Regions from separate parts of the Mus musculus genome. Here regions 1 and 3 are each linked to region 2. Evidence: chromatin contacts called from public promoter capture Hi-C data. All regions are on one chromosome and are shown on one strand. The core of a region is the stretch at or near the end of the contact, and the rest is flanking DNA. Distances in the headings are between cores, read along the strand shown.

Region 1 (4,652 bases), core at 1,002-3,501, 1.3 Mb before region 2:
CTCATTGGAGCAGCTCCTGAATGACAGGTGCTCTGTGCATGTCACCTGCACAGGAATGGCAGCTGCTCTCATTCTTACAGTAACTGGGACAAGAAAACTCCATGGGTAAGGTGGCGGGGTGGCTGGCTTTGGGCTCTAGATAACTTCTCTGCAACCACTTTGGCCAGTTTTAAAACTCAGGAAGGGCTGACCTGAACGCAGAAACATTTTCTTCACACGGCTCCCAAAGCCTGGCCCTATGCCATCTCTGTGATTAGCTTGAAAACACCCACTCCCCTAAAGGCTTTCCAAAACCAAGTTCCTGCAGGCCCTCCTCTGGCATATTCAACCCCCATTCTTCACCACAGCTGATTCCTGCCTGCCACAGCTTCCCCTCCAGGGAAGGGGAAAGAAAGCTGCAGCCTCTTGCTAAGTGAGGCTTGCTTCAGAACTGTGAGAGGCCAATTCACCTGCACATGAAACCCAGACCTCATAAAGACAGTCACCCGAGACCCCGTGCTCTGACCAATCAGCAGCAGTAGTCCAAACATGGTCCAAACCTTCACAGTCTGGTGTCAGTATGAAAAAAGCATGAAGGGGTTTTTGGCTGCTCCTGAAAGAAATAACACGTCCCACCGGGCGTGGTGGTGCACGCCTTTAATCCCAGCACTTGGGAGGCAGAGGAGGTGGATTTCTGAGTTCGAGGCCAGCCTGGTCTACAGAGGGAGTTCCAGGACAGCCAGGGCTACACAGAGAAACCCTGTCTCGAAAAAAACAAGCAAGCAAACAAACAAACAAAAAAAACAACAACAAAAAGAAATACATGTCCCACACACACCTCACCAAGAACTCAGATTCCTGTCTCTAGCAGAGGCAAGGCATTCGTTGGCAGGACAGGAAGGGTGACAGGCAGCCAGTCCTGGCCACAACAAGTCCCACTCTGCTCTTTTGGCCAAATGCCCTGAGCTGGCAGAGGCAGCCAGGAGATGCCTGGCTTTTGGGACAAGCTCTGCTTGGCACATGAACAGACTGCCCAGGCTCCCCTAGGCCCAGGTAACGAGGGACTGCTTTGGGTTGGCTGATCTTAAGCGGTCCCTCTGACTCCCAAAAACTGGGTGGGAACAAGACAGGAAGCTTGGGTTGAGATCTAGAGTCAGGCACTCTCTCAGCCCCCCGGGATGTGGCCCCCTCTTTCAAACACAGCTGACATCCATCCCCTCCTTAGGTGCCGCTGACTCACCTACCTCTAACAACTTTTGCCTGCCCTCTCCTGCAGAAGAAATGCAGGGTTAAGGAGGGCGACCTATCACCCTGATTGCCAGTTCAAACCATAGCTCCTTGTCATCCAGCGACTAGGGTCAAGTCCCGAGCACTGCACATCCCCGGCTGTCCCAAAGAGGCTCCCACGAATGCGTGTATGTTCCTATCCTCGGGAAATGTGATCAGGTGAGCTATTCCTTCACGCTGCTGGAGAAACGACTCCATTCTGGGGTTTGACCACGGCAAGCTTGGAGTACTGGGGTCTGCGTGGTCTCTGAGCCATGACAGGCCAGGGTATTGATCCCAAAGCCCATCCGTGACATGTGTCCAAGGAGTACAGCGTACACCTCTGAGTGGACAAGTTCCTTAAATGTGTGGAGCGCAGGCTCCTGCCTCAGGCTGCTACTGCTCACACGTGCCTTCTAAGTACTCAGCTCCAAGGCTTCTCCGGGGGAAAGCTTACGCGAGGAATGTTATTGCTATCGCATACAGACCATCAAGCGCCAGCTCTCATCCTCCTAACCGATGGGCGGCAGAGGCCCAGCAGGGCAGTCCAGCCAGGAGCACGGGCCTCGAAGGGAGGAGCAAGCAGCAGCCCCCTCCCCCAGCCACGGTCGGCGGCTGCTCCCCGACGAGGCTTTTAGGGGGTGAGGGCAAAGGCGGTGGCGGAGAATGCGTCCCGCATTCGCGAGCAGGCCTGGTCCGCCCCTAGGACTCCGCCGTGGCCTCGCGGGGGCGGGGCGGCGGCCCGGGCCGCGTGCAGCGGGGCGCGCACTCACCTCCGCGCAATCCGGTAGAGCACCACGCCGGCGGCAGCGCACGCCGTGACCCCGAGGCCGCCCGCCAGGCCGGCGGTGGGGCAGCTAGCCAGCAGCGCGCTCACTCCCTCCATGGCTTCCGGGCCGAGTCGGTGGGCAAGGGGCGCGGGCCGCAAAAGAGACTCCCAGCGGCCCGCGCGCTCCAGCTCGCGCCGTGACCTTCGCCGCTTTGTAGCCGGCGCGAGCCCGCCCCTTGACTCGGCGCGCTCCCGCCGCGCAGCCAATCGCGGCGCGGGGCGAGCCTGAGTGGGCGGGGCGCCTACGGAAGCCCTCGGCACTGGCTCGGACGCGCCCCCCAGCGTCCACAGTTGCAAAGCCACTCTCTAGAGCTGGAAGGAGTCCCGCCTGCGCCTGCAGCCTGCGCACGCATGCATTTGCAGGTCCTAGTGCTGCTACCTTAACGCTAATCCTTGCCAATGCTTTCTCCACTTAGTCCTGCTTTCCTGGCGTTGGGCTAAAGTCGGTCTGTGCCGCTTCAGACGCCACAGTGGTTGAAAATTAGCTTGCACAAACACAAACGTCCAAAGACGGAAACGAGGTTAAATAATCACAGGATAGCATGTTTCGGAACATAATGCAGCCATTAGAGTGAATGGCTAAGGTGTGTGTGTGTGTGGGGGGGGATTGGTCCTGAAGGGATTATCCTTTTTTTTTTCTTTAGTCGAATGTAGATGATTTTCATAGTTGCCAAGTTTGATGAAGTCTGTGCACTTCAAATAGATTACCTCGGGGAGTGAGATGGAGGGAAGAGCCACTTACAGGCGTGCTTCAGCATTTACGTGAGCTAAATTAGGGATCAAGAAAAACTCACTGAGGCTTGGTGATGCACGCCTTTAATCCCTGTGGAGGTAGGCGGATTTTTGTAAATTTGAGGTCAGCTTGGACTACACAGTGAGTTCCAGGTCATCAGGCAATCCATGGGCTAGTAGGTAGGTCCTGTCCTAAAACAAAACAAAATAAAACAAAACATCTCTAGCAAGAAATATTTATACCAGGTTGGGCAGATGTTGTGGCACAAGCCTTTGATTTCTTTAAAAAAAAAAAGGTCAAAAAATTATGGGGCATGGTGGTGCACACCTTTAATCTCAGTACTTGGGAGGCAGAGGAAGGCAGATCTCTGTAAGTTCAAGGCCACCCTGGTCTACAGAGCAAGTTCCAGGACAGACAGGACTCTGATACACAGAAAAACCGTGTTTTGAAAAACAAAACAAAAACAAAACAAAAACAAAAATCTAAAAAAAGTTTATCTCTAATTACATACTATGTTTCTGTAGAATACCCCACCAACACACACACACACAATTTTATGAGTGTCTCTTTTTTTTTAAAGATTTATTTATTTATTATATGTAAGTACACTGTAGCTGTCTTCAGACACTCCAGAAGAGGGCATCAAATCTCATTACGGATAGTTGTGAGCCACCATGTGGTTGCTGGGATTTGAACTCAGGACCTTCAGGAAGAGCAGTCGGGTGTTCTTACCTGCTGAGCCATCTCATCAGCCCCTATGAGTGTCTTTAAGATCAAGTTCTCTGTGGGCAATGATGGCTTGAGGGTCACTGTAATAATCTCTCGCTTTTGTTGGCAGCTCACCTGTCCACATGTCACCAGTCAGGAAGGAAGGAGCAGGTTGTGTGCAGGGAATCAATGTAAAAGCCTGGAAGGTGTCGCTTGTACATCAGAGACAAGACCTTTCCCATCCTCCTTTTGCTTTCTATTAGCTCTGAGTGTGCCTAGAGTGCACTGGCTCACACAATGCATGGCCACGCCCACACATCATTCACTTTCTGGATCGGATGCCTTGAGTTCCAGGAAAGGTCTCCAGCAGATAGCTGTTGTCTAAGAGCTTCCTGAACATCACTCACACCATCTTAGGCACCGCATGACTATTGGCATCTCTAAGTCTTAGGCAAAGGGAAGGAAAAATGATTTCAGATCCAGATTTCAGACTCAGAACTCATCCAAGTCCCATGTGTTTAGGTTTTGGTGTCCAGCTGGCGAAGTTCCTGGAAGGTGACACAGGTAGAAACTTTAAAACTAAATAACACAAAACCACCAAAACAGAAAATCTCACCTTTTATGATGCCTGGTACCTACTGAAGCCAGAGAAGTTATTGGGTCCGCCCTAGAACTGGAGGCTGATGGTTCTCAGTCATCTTGTGGGGTTCAGAACTTGAACCCATATCCTCTAGAAGGAAAGCCAGTGTTCTTAACATATGAGCCATTTTTCTAGCCCCAAGTGGTAAAAACTTAAGAGGCAAGGCCTAGTCGTTAGTCACTGGGGTTGTCTTGCAGGGGACTGTGGGAGTTTAGTCTCTCATTTCTGCTTCTAGGACACTAGATGGCTTTGCTGTGCTGTATACCTGATATCATGAGCTGTGTCTCCAGAGGCCCCCAAACAATGGCTCAATCAATCATGGACTAGAACTACTCACTCAGCTAAAGCAAACCTCTCCACCTTTTAGACTGACCACCTCAGGCATTAGCTACCAGCCTTGAGTTAGAACATTCACCACGCTTTATGGCTTCCTGGCTCTCCTTAATTCATGCATCCAGTGGGTGGGACACACATTCCTGTAGGCCAGCCGAGTCATT
Region 2 (4,670 bases), core at 2,140-4,639:
ACGAGTTCAGGGTGCTTCTTAGTAGAGACAAAACAGTTCTGAAAGCAGAAAGAGGAGATGACTGTGCAAACCACTGAATATACTAAACATATTAAACACTAAATGACAGACTTTCAAAAACACTTAATTGTATGTTACAGGAATATCTCCTCAAAGAACAAAAACTAGATTATCTTTAAAATTTCTTTAATTTCTAAAAAGGGTAGAATTTGAGTTTTTTTAAGTGACAGAATTAGTGTAAAAGTATAAAGTGTTCAGAATTAAGTTCATAAAGAAATCATCATAGAAAAATCTTACTGTATGATTTAATAATAGTATCTAAGATAACAAGTTTTAGAACAGCCTAAGGCAGAAAGATTGTGCCAGGTGATGGTGGCACACACGCCTTTAAGCCCAGCACTCAGGAGGTAGAGGCAAGTGGATCTAAGCTTGAGGCCAGCCTGGGTTACAAGGACAGCCAGGACTACACAGAGAAACCCTGTCTGGGAGATGTGTGTGTGTGTGTGAGTGTGTGTGTGTGTGTGTGTGTGTGTGTATGAGTGGGGAGATGGTTCAACCTGGGTTTAGTTCCCAGCACCAATAAAGCAGCTGAAAACCTTCTATAACTCTAGTTCCAAGGGTTTTGATGTCTTCTGGACTCTGCAGAAACTGCATACACACACAGCACACACACATAGTACATACACACACACACACATATACACACAGTACACGTACATGTAGGCAAAACCCTCATACTTGTAAATCTTAATAAAAAAATATGGAAGTAGTGGTCTGAGCTTCTCGCAGGATCTGCACTGTGGTTCTACATGAGCACACCAAAACAAAAGATGCCTTAAGACTCCACTAGCTCAAGAATTCTAGGGAGAGCTGGGGCTACAGCAGTTCCACCTGCTATGGGTCCTTCAACAAATATCAGAGAAAGCAAAGACCTGCCTCTATTAGGGAACTAGTAAACCTGGCTATAAGACACACAACAATTTGGAAACAAAACAAAACCCAAATCAGAAAGACTTGTTCCTGGCTTGAATAATCCAATTACCCTATCTTACAAGTGGCTCTGGGGACAAGCTTTCAGATATGTTTTAGGTTTGTAATTGGTAGTAGAAAAATTAGTATGAAACCAGGAAGAGTCTCCTTTGTGCTTAGAAGATGGCTTCTAGAACATTCAGGCAAAGCATCATATACATAAAATAAAAATAAACCTAAACAAAAAGAATATGGAAATACTTGTCTGAGTTTCTCGCAGAATCTGTACTATTGCCCTTTAAATACACGTTTAAAAAGATGACTTCTGATATAGTCAAAATTTATGCCCACACACTGCTGATGCCTTTTTTCTCTAATGTTTTAAAAAAATAATTACATGCTTGTGTCTGTGTGTACAGGTGCATGCATGTGCCCTTGGAGGCAGTTACAAGCAGTTTCGTGATACAAATGAGAGTGCTTGGAACCCAGGTGGATCCTCTGCTAGAACAAGTAAGTGTTCTTTTAACTCCCGAGACATCTTTCTAGCTCCAACGACTCTTTTTCTAAATAAAATTCTAGAGAATTCCCATGTTTGTTTAAAAGTCACATTTAAAATTTTAGAGTGGTACCTCATCTACTTGATTTTGTGTCTGCTGGAGTCTTCGATTACTGCCAGTGGCAGCACTTGACCCCGAAGGCACACCTGTAGACCTGAAAGGTATAAAGTCACAAGTATGAGTACACTGTAATTCCCAGTGCACTTGATAAGCTAATATATAATCCCAATGCTCCAACCATGACATGGGAGGTGGACACATGAGAGTCTTGGAAGCCTGAGGGCCAGCTCACCTGATACATGCAGCACTGAACAAGAGATAGTGTCTCCAATAAGGTGGAAAGCCAGGACTGACATGTGAGGTTGTTCTCTGCTCTCAAGTGTCCTTTGCTCTCAAGTATACCATGGCCTGTTTGTGTGTATAAACTGTTATGGTGGGACGCAGTCTTAACTCCTTACACTGCAGTTATTTCTTAAAAGTCCCAAGGTAAAAAATAAAGGCACTAATATGTTTTTATAACCCCTCAATAATTCTTAAGACTGTATCACTTGATAGTGATAAAAGTCTGAAACAAATATTTAACAAGATCTGTTCTATGTCAATAAAGTGTGGGTTTTTTTTTTTTTTAAACTTGCTTTAAGACACACAGATGTTTAAAGTAGACTCCTGATCTTTTTGTTGTGGCTGATAATTAGGAACAATCACAGAACAGACAATATGAAGAAATAGGTTCAAAGTGCATGGAGGGGGTCTGTATGAACGGGAAGGAGGCTGAAGCAACTGTCTCTGTTGGAAAGTCATTCATCTCTCATAGGTTCAGTGAGTCTGGATTTTCACTCATCCCCACTTTTCACAAGTACTCTGGTTTTTAAGTCCTTATTGCCTCCATTAAACTCTTGTATCTAAAACAGCTTCCAATTTTTGCCTTCCTACACAACTGTCACTCTAGGGTTGACTCACAGCACTTTTTAAAGTTTGCACTGTGTCTACCACCAAGGACACATCACTGATGGCTGTCTCACATAACTCAGGGTCCGAAAATTAAACAGGTAAGGACCGTGCTCTGGAAGCACTATCCATGTTATTTATTTTTTCTCTCTTTAAAGTCTAATATCACTAAAGAGGATACTACGATCCTTCCCATCTTATTAAAACTTAGGCTGAACATGCGGCTGGCTGAACTGAACCAATTTAATCCTCTTGAGTGTGGACCGGACACTGCCATTTGCTCAGCAGTCTGACCAGGTACATCTTAAGTGGTGACAACAATTCTGGCTGAAGGTTGCAATTAGAAACCAATTTTAAAACCAGAGTGTGCTGGCTTAAAACGGAAGAGAAACCCATTGCCCAGATGCGTCGGGAGCGCCAAACGCTGGCCTACGACGGGCTCCCGGCCACCTCAGGTCTCCCGCTCCTGCCGGGCGCACCCCGCGCACAGAGTGAGCGTTCACGCTCGCTCCCGCCCCTCGCGAGGAAGGAGCCGCGGGGTGTGGCGGCCGCTTCCTCGGTCAGGCGGTGTCCCCACCCCCGTCCTTCCGCGTCTGCCCGCCGTCCGCGGGGCACTCGGGGACGTCGCGGCGCCACGACTCGTCCCGCAGCGTCCGGGGACAGGGTGCACCGCGGGGCCGCTGCCCACCTCAGGCCCCGGGACTCCGCGCGTAGGCCTGCGAGGCCTCCACTCGAGTCCGAGTGTCAAGCAGCGGCCACCGCGCCTGAAGCGGGTCGCAGGAGTGGGCCACCATCCCCGGAGCCCGCCTCGCCTCTCAGCGCAGCGCGTCACTCACATTTTGGCGGCGGTGGCGGCGGCGAATGGCCGAGGGTCGACGGACTCGCGCTGCAGGCAACCGAGGCTGAGGAGATGGGCGGGGCCGTGGTGACGTCACGAGCGGTGGCCGGACCGGAACCCGCGACGCGCTCTTAGTCGCCAGGGGCGCGCCGGAAATGGGCGGGATAGGAATCGAGCCGGGCGCAGCGCGGGCTGTCACCTCGGAGCAGAGCGGAGTGGGAGGGGCCAGAGCTTGCGCTGAAGTAGCGCCGGCGCTGACGAGTGGGCGGGCGTTCTCGGTGGACAAGTGGGCGGGGCTAGAGCGCGGCGCCTGCGCCTTTGGGCTGGGCTCTTCGCCGCCAAGGAATCACAGCAGCTCCCTGCAGTGTCTCTGCTGCCCTGTCTCTAGCCCTGGAAAGGCAGTTTAGAGTGAGAATGGGTACGTTTTACATTACTGTGAGCCCGCATACCTTGTCTCTCATGTTAGAAACAGCGGACGTGCCTAACGTTCCAGAATAATCTAGTGGTCCTGAGGAGACAAAGTTCTTTTCTGAGAAAGAGGCAGTAGGAAGTCCATGTGGAGTCTTGGCCACAGGATTTGGGAGAAGTCTCCTCTCAGGTTCTCACATGACAAATATTTGCCATTGCACGGATATTAAATCCCTAAAGGGAGCCTTGGCTTAGAGAACTGTAAGGTTCTTCATTTCTGTAATTCCCTGGCCCTTGCGGAGACGACACTCAATTTTTGTTCAACGGGGGTGAGTAGTTATGTGGAAAAGAATCCCAACAAGGTCTAAAACAGACTAAATAAACTCCGTTGGTGGATTCACTCAATGAAATACACTAAGGTATTTTTCCACTTCAGCATGGTAACTCCCAAAGGTGTGTGTTGCAATTAAAGAGCGCCACACCAGTGGGTACTAGGTTGAGTAGTAGTTATAAAAACCATTCTGGATAGGAGGAAATGGAGAGTGTGGGGCCGGGCTTAAACAGTGAACAGAAAATGCAGTGGGCTCCTGGTGGGAGGTTCAGAGTGTGAAACTGGCACTAGTTCTGAGGTAGATCAGAAGTGAAGTCCTACCAGAGAGATAACAGAACTCTACAGCCAAGAGGACTGGAACAGTGACGAAGAATACCTAGCAGGGAGGCCTTGTGAGGTAAGCTGGAAAGGGTCTTAAAAAAAAAAAAAACACACACAAAAACCACACACACACAACCCAGCCAACTACCTAGTAGAGCTAAAGAGTGTACTTAGTTGGCAGAGTGCTTGTCTAATATGCAGCCCTGGGTTTGATCCCCAGAACCACGTAGACCCAGGCTGTTAGCACACCCATAATCGCAACGAAAGCTTTTAGGTAAAAGGTTAAGAGGTTCAATGT
Region 3 (4,622 bases), core at 1,544-4,043, 1.8 Mb before region 2:
TTCAACAGCAAAGACCTATGCAGAGTCAAGAAATCTTTCCTCCATTTCAGATTTATAATCAGGACTAATTTGTTGTTGTTGTTGTTGTTGTTTGAGACAGGGTTTCTCTGTATAGCCCTGGCTATCCTGGAACTCACTCTGTTGACCAGGCTGGCCTCAAATTCAGAAATCTGCCTGCCGCTGCCTCCCAAGTGTTAGGATTAAAGGCGTGTGCCACCACTGCCCAGCAGGACTAATTTTTTTCAAAAGCTTAAATTATATTTAATCTCAGTTCTTTACATGTACTTAAAGCTACTCCTTATTTTGATATGGAATCATAAACAAACATTCTGTATTTTTTTAATATTAATTAATGTACTGCCAACACCACTAACTTTAGTCTTGAGAAACAGCTTAGCAGTTAAGAGCACTGTTTGCTCCTGAGGGGGACCCTGGTTCAGCTCCCAGCACCCACAGAGTGGCTCACAATCACCTGTCACTCCAAGTCCAGAGGATCCAACCCTCATCTCTCCTTGGAGGGCACCACACAAGCACACAGTGCATATACATATACATGCAAGCAAAACACTCATACACATAAAATAAACAAATTAAAAAAAAAAACAAAATTAGTGTCTGTTGAAAGTTCACTGAGATTGCCTAACGGTAAAAATTATAAAAAAAAAAAAAATAGTGTGCTGATTTTTCTTAGAAATAGAAAAACATTGGAATTTGTTTTTGTAGTTATTCTTAAGTAGACAGATAATTAAAATAGGGGGAAAAAAGAACTTACGCATTTAAAAAAGGGAGCATGGATCGTGGGAGTCTAGCTCATTAGTAGACAGCTTGTCTAACATGTCTAAGACCCGAGCTAGCGCTCCAACTCCCTCCCAAAAACAAATATATATAATAAATGAAGTTTAAATTAAAGGGCATAAAGAAGGCAGGAGTCACACCATCTCTCCAGATCCTGTGCAGGATCAAAGTCTAGGAAAACACATTTACAGGCTCTCTCTGAAGCCAGTTATTGATCATTTCTAAATCTACTTTAAAACATCAAGATGAGTAATCTTCAAAGTCTCTCCTCAAATAGAACATTAACAACTTCAATTACTTCATAATCAATATCAACTACCACGCTTCTCAAATGAGAACGCAAGCTAAAATTTGGTTATGACTAAGCCGAATCCACAAAATGCCAACCTTTAAGTCCAATATCCACTATAATATCACTTTTAAACAGTTATTCAAAGCTGAACACCACTTTTCTCTGGGTTGAGACAGGCACATCATGACACAAAGCAGCATGCTTAGTGTTGGCAGAACAGCTGCTTGGACCAGAGAGAGCTACATAAGCAAGAGATCTGTTGACAATCTAAATTAGGCTACCTCCAGATTCCACAAAGATGACAACCTGCATCCTCCGAGATACTGCTGCAAGTCTTCTCTGCTACCAGTTTATTCCACTTTCCCTAATCTCTGCACGAAGAGATACTATGCAAATCTATGCACGCCATGCAATACGCCAAGAGCCTCCAATATGGTAAAGTGGCCTTAAACATCAACAGGCCTTCGAGGGCCAAAGCAGCGGTGGATTGCGATGATAAGGACAGAAACACAGAATTTCACCCCAACAAGAATGGAATCTTCAAGCCAGTTTACCCTGAAGGCTCATATAGCAATTCACCAAAGAGAAAAAGTGATTTGGGAGCTCAATTTTGCATTTCCAGTCGGTGAGGGTTTGCGTTGCATGAACAATGACTAGCTTGCTCTGAGTGGCCTCCCAACCCCCACAACTTGGCTTCTGGTGCGGCCAGTCACCCTGAAAGCTGCCAGGGCTGTCACTCGGTGCCTACCAGCAACCGGACTTGGCTCCTAAAGGATTTGTCAGATCATCCTCCCAATATGGCTGCCAGAGTGATCCTGGTCGGCTGAACGTCGAGCCCACACCAGCCTTCCTCCCATCTGGCCAGCATCCAACAAGCCCCCTCCCTCTGCATCGCTTCCTCCGTCCAGCCCTTGCGCCCTCCGCTCTGTCGGATGCCCTTTCCTACCTTCATCGGGCTCAGGGGCATTGCCACATTCCCGGTTGGAACCCTGATGCCAACCACAATAGGGGGTGAGAGAGCAGATGAGGGGGGAGAGATCGGCTGGCTCCTCAGAGCTGCAATGTGCGCACATACGGCGGGACAGCGACCGATCTGCTGGCCCGCGGACAGAGCGGGGCCTGGCAGCCCAGGGGAAGCGGAGGGCTGGTGCAGGGCACTGCAGGGGACCGGCAGGCCGCTGGACCAAAGCCCGGCGCTCGCGGCCGGCCGGCCAGGTCTCTCCACGGAGGGCGAGGCTCCTCACCGCGGAGCCAGAGCCCCGGCCGGCCGCGCCGCTTCCTCGCTTTGCCCCCTCCAGGCCCGTCACCGGCCGGGAGTCCCTCCCGCGGGAGCGGCCCCCTACACCGGCGCCGCGGCACCACCGCCCACCTCGCCTCGGCCGCCCCACCTCAGCCTCCTCACCTCAGCCGCGCTGCGGACAGACGGGCGAGCCGGCCGAGTCAGAAGACGCCGAGGCGCGCAGGGGCGCGGGAGGCCGGGCACCGACGCACCTCAGCGCAGGCAGCGGCCGCCGCGAGCCGCAGGGCGCCGCTCCGCAGCCCCATCACGCGGCCGCCCAGCTCTGCATCGAGGATTGGCGGGAGGCCGGGGCGCGGCTGTGGATGCGGCGGAGGAACAGAGAGAAGCCCGGATCCGAGCTGTCGCCTCCCGGGACCACTGCCGTCTGACTACACCGCGACGCTGCTCGCCAAACTCCGCCCGAAGCCGCCGGCGCGGGACACCGCCCCGAGCTAGAGCGCCGAGCGTCACCTCGGCCCGCCCAGCAACCGAGACCGACGCGGAAGGTGACCAATCGCGATGAAGACCTTGAGACAGATGACCAATAGTAAAGCGTGGCTGGAAGAGGGGGCGGGAGGTGCCGGCGGAGCGACGGAGACACTCGAGCGCCCCCTGGTGGTACGGGAGCCGATGCGGGTGCGGGTGCGGGCGTGCCTGGTGGGCGAAGCCGGTGTCCAGAGTTCCCTCCCGGGTGACCCCCGGAAAGGTGTTAGTGGGTAGCAGCCGCGCCTGTGTAGCCGAATGACCCGCTTCGTAAGGGGACAAAAAGTGGCTCAGTGACCGGGCGGGACTGGACGGTCCAGATGCCATCCGGAGAGCTGGGATTATGTGGGAGCGGCCGAGTGTGGAGTCATTGTCCGTTTAGAAAAACAGCTCAAACGGTGAAGCCACCGAGCCCGGCGCGGTGGGAACGGAACCACGCTCAGGCATGAGTGTATCCAGCAGAAAGCTTCCTAGCCTATTCTTGTCGAACCCCAGCACAACACCTCCCACACGCCACCTTGGGAGAAAAGGAGGAATGAGTAATGGGAAAGCATGACTTAGTGGGCATTCAGCGTCTCCTTGGGAGATGGCGTGCTGGTGTGAGCACAGGAACAAAACGCTTTGTATCGCGCCCAGTGAATGGACTGAGCGGCCTGAGAGAGATGCCCCTAGAGGGGGTTACCAGGGCTCATAAGAACACAAAAGCTCTATGAGCCATGTTTTTTAAAAATCAGATTTAGGTTCAGCTCAAATGAAAAGCCCCACAGACGTTCATAAGCAGCTCAATTCAGTGCTTAGTAAAATATCACAATGACAACCTGCCAATCACACTGCATTTTAAGGTTAGAGGATGTGGTTTGGATTTATTAGCAGAAATTGAAAGTAAGATTTTTTTTTTTCTCTCAACCCTGACTTTAATACAGAATTACTGGGTAGAGAAAGGCCTACACACTAAAACGTGAGAATTAACTTTCTACACTAACGACTCTGGGCAATCACCATGCCACTGAAGTTCCAGACTCCCACTATTCCACATTCATTGGACACTTCTCATTGTGTTTATTTACTTGTTTGTTCTTGTTTGTTCAAGACAGAGGGTCTTGGTAGCTCAGGCTCTCCTGAAACTCACCAAGCAGACAAGGCTGTCTTGAAACCTACAGAGAGATCTGTCTACCTCTGCTTCCTGACTGCTGGGATTAAAGATCCGTACCACTAAGCCCAGCTCTCATTTTCTTTAGAATGTACACTCCACCTTCCCACAAAAGGAGTTGATGTCATTTATTCTGAAACACACACAGAATAGAATTGCTTAAAATATTAGGAGCAACGATTTGAGTGGAAGGTCAGCCTGGGCTACATAGAGAAACCCTGTCTTAAACAAACCTAGATGGCTTAGTGGGTAAAGTGCTTCCGATGAGCTGAGGATCCCAGTGCGGTGTCCAGAGCCCGTGTCCAGGTGGATGGAGAGTGCCTGATGAACACAGTCATCTTCTGACACAGACACACCTTACACCCCCACTGTACCATAACAATAAAGTTTAACAGACATCAATAAAATACCTAAAGCAAGAAGTTGGCATGGAAGTGTGGCTAAGTGGGGTGCGCTTGTTTAGCATGTGGGAAGCCCTGACTTCCGTTCTTGAAATGGAGGAGGAGGAAGAAGAGGAGGAGGAGGAAGGAAAGAGGAAGAGGAGCTGAATCATCAGGGGTAGAGAAGCGCTGATGGATTTGCACAGGAGCAAGAGCTGCTGACATGGACACACTTACGTTTCA

What was found. Promoter capture Hi-C pulls out the DNA fragments that hold promoters and counts their contacts.
Region 1: a promoter capture Hi-C map of erythroid cells shows a contact between it and region 2, with 12 times the contacts expected there. The contact joins the promoter of Tmem201 here to the promoter of Vamp3 in region 2. A contact is called at or near these places in 2 of 39 promoter capture datasets (erythroid cells and liver).
Region 3: a promoter capture Hi-C map of pre-B cells shows a contact between it and region 2, with 4 times the contacts expected there. The contact joins the promoter of Kif1b here to the promoter of Vamp3 in region 2. A contact is called at or near these places in 2 of 39 promoter capture datasets (liver and pre-B cells) and 1 of 484 Hi-C or Micro-C datasets (uterus).

The regions. Positions count from the first base shown.
Region 1 is chr4:149,735,817-149,740,468 of GRCm38.p6, forward strand. It overlaps Tmem201 (transmembrane protein 201), which reads right to left and starts at 2,252. Exons shown (of 11, transcript NM_001284270.1): 1 at 2,019-2,252. The coding sequence starts at 2,131.
Region 2 is chr4:151,054,564-151,059,233 of GRCm38.p6, forward strand. Vamp3 (vesicle-associated membrane protein 3) reads right to left here and starts at 3,390. Exons shown (of 5, transcript NM_009498.4): 1 at 3,311-3,390; 2 at 1,599-1,680. The coding sequence starts at 3,312. It overlaps Gm38529, which reads left to right. Exons shown (of 2, transcript XM_017320565.2): 2 at 1,389-4,493. The coding sequence starts at 2,878. The coding sequence ends at 3,447.
Region 3 is chr4:149,304,940-149,309,561 of GRCm38.p6, forward strand. Kif1b (kinesin family member 1B) reads right to left here and starts at 2,794. Exons shown (of 49, transcript NM_001290995.1): 1 at 2,490-2,794.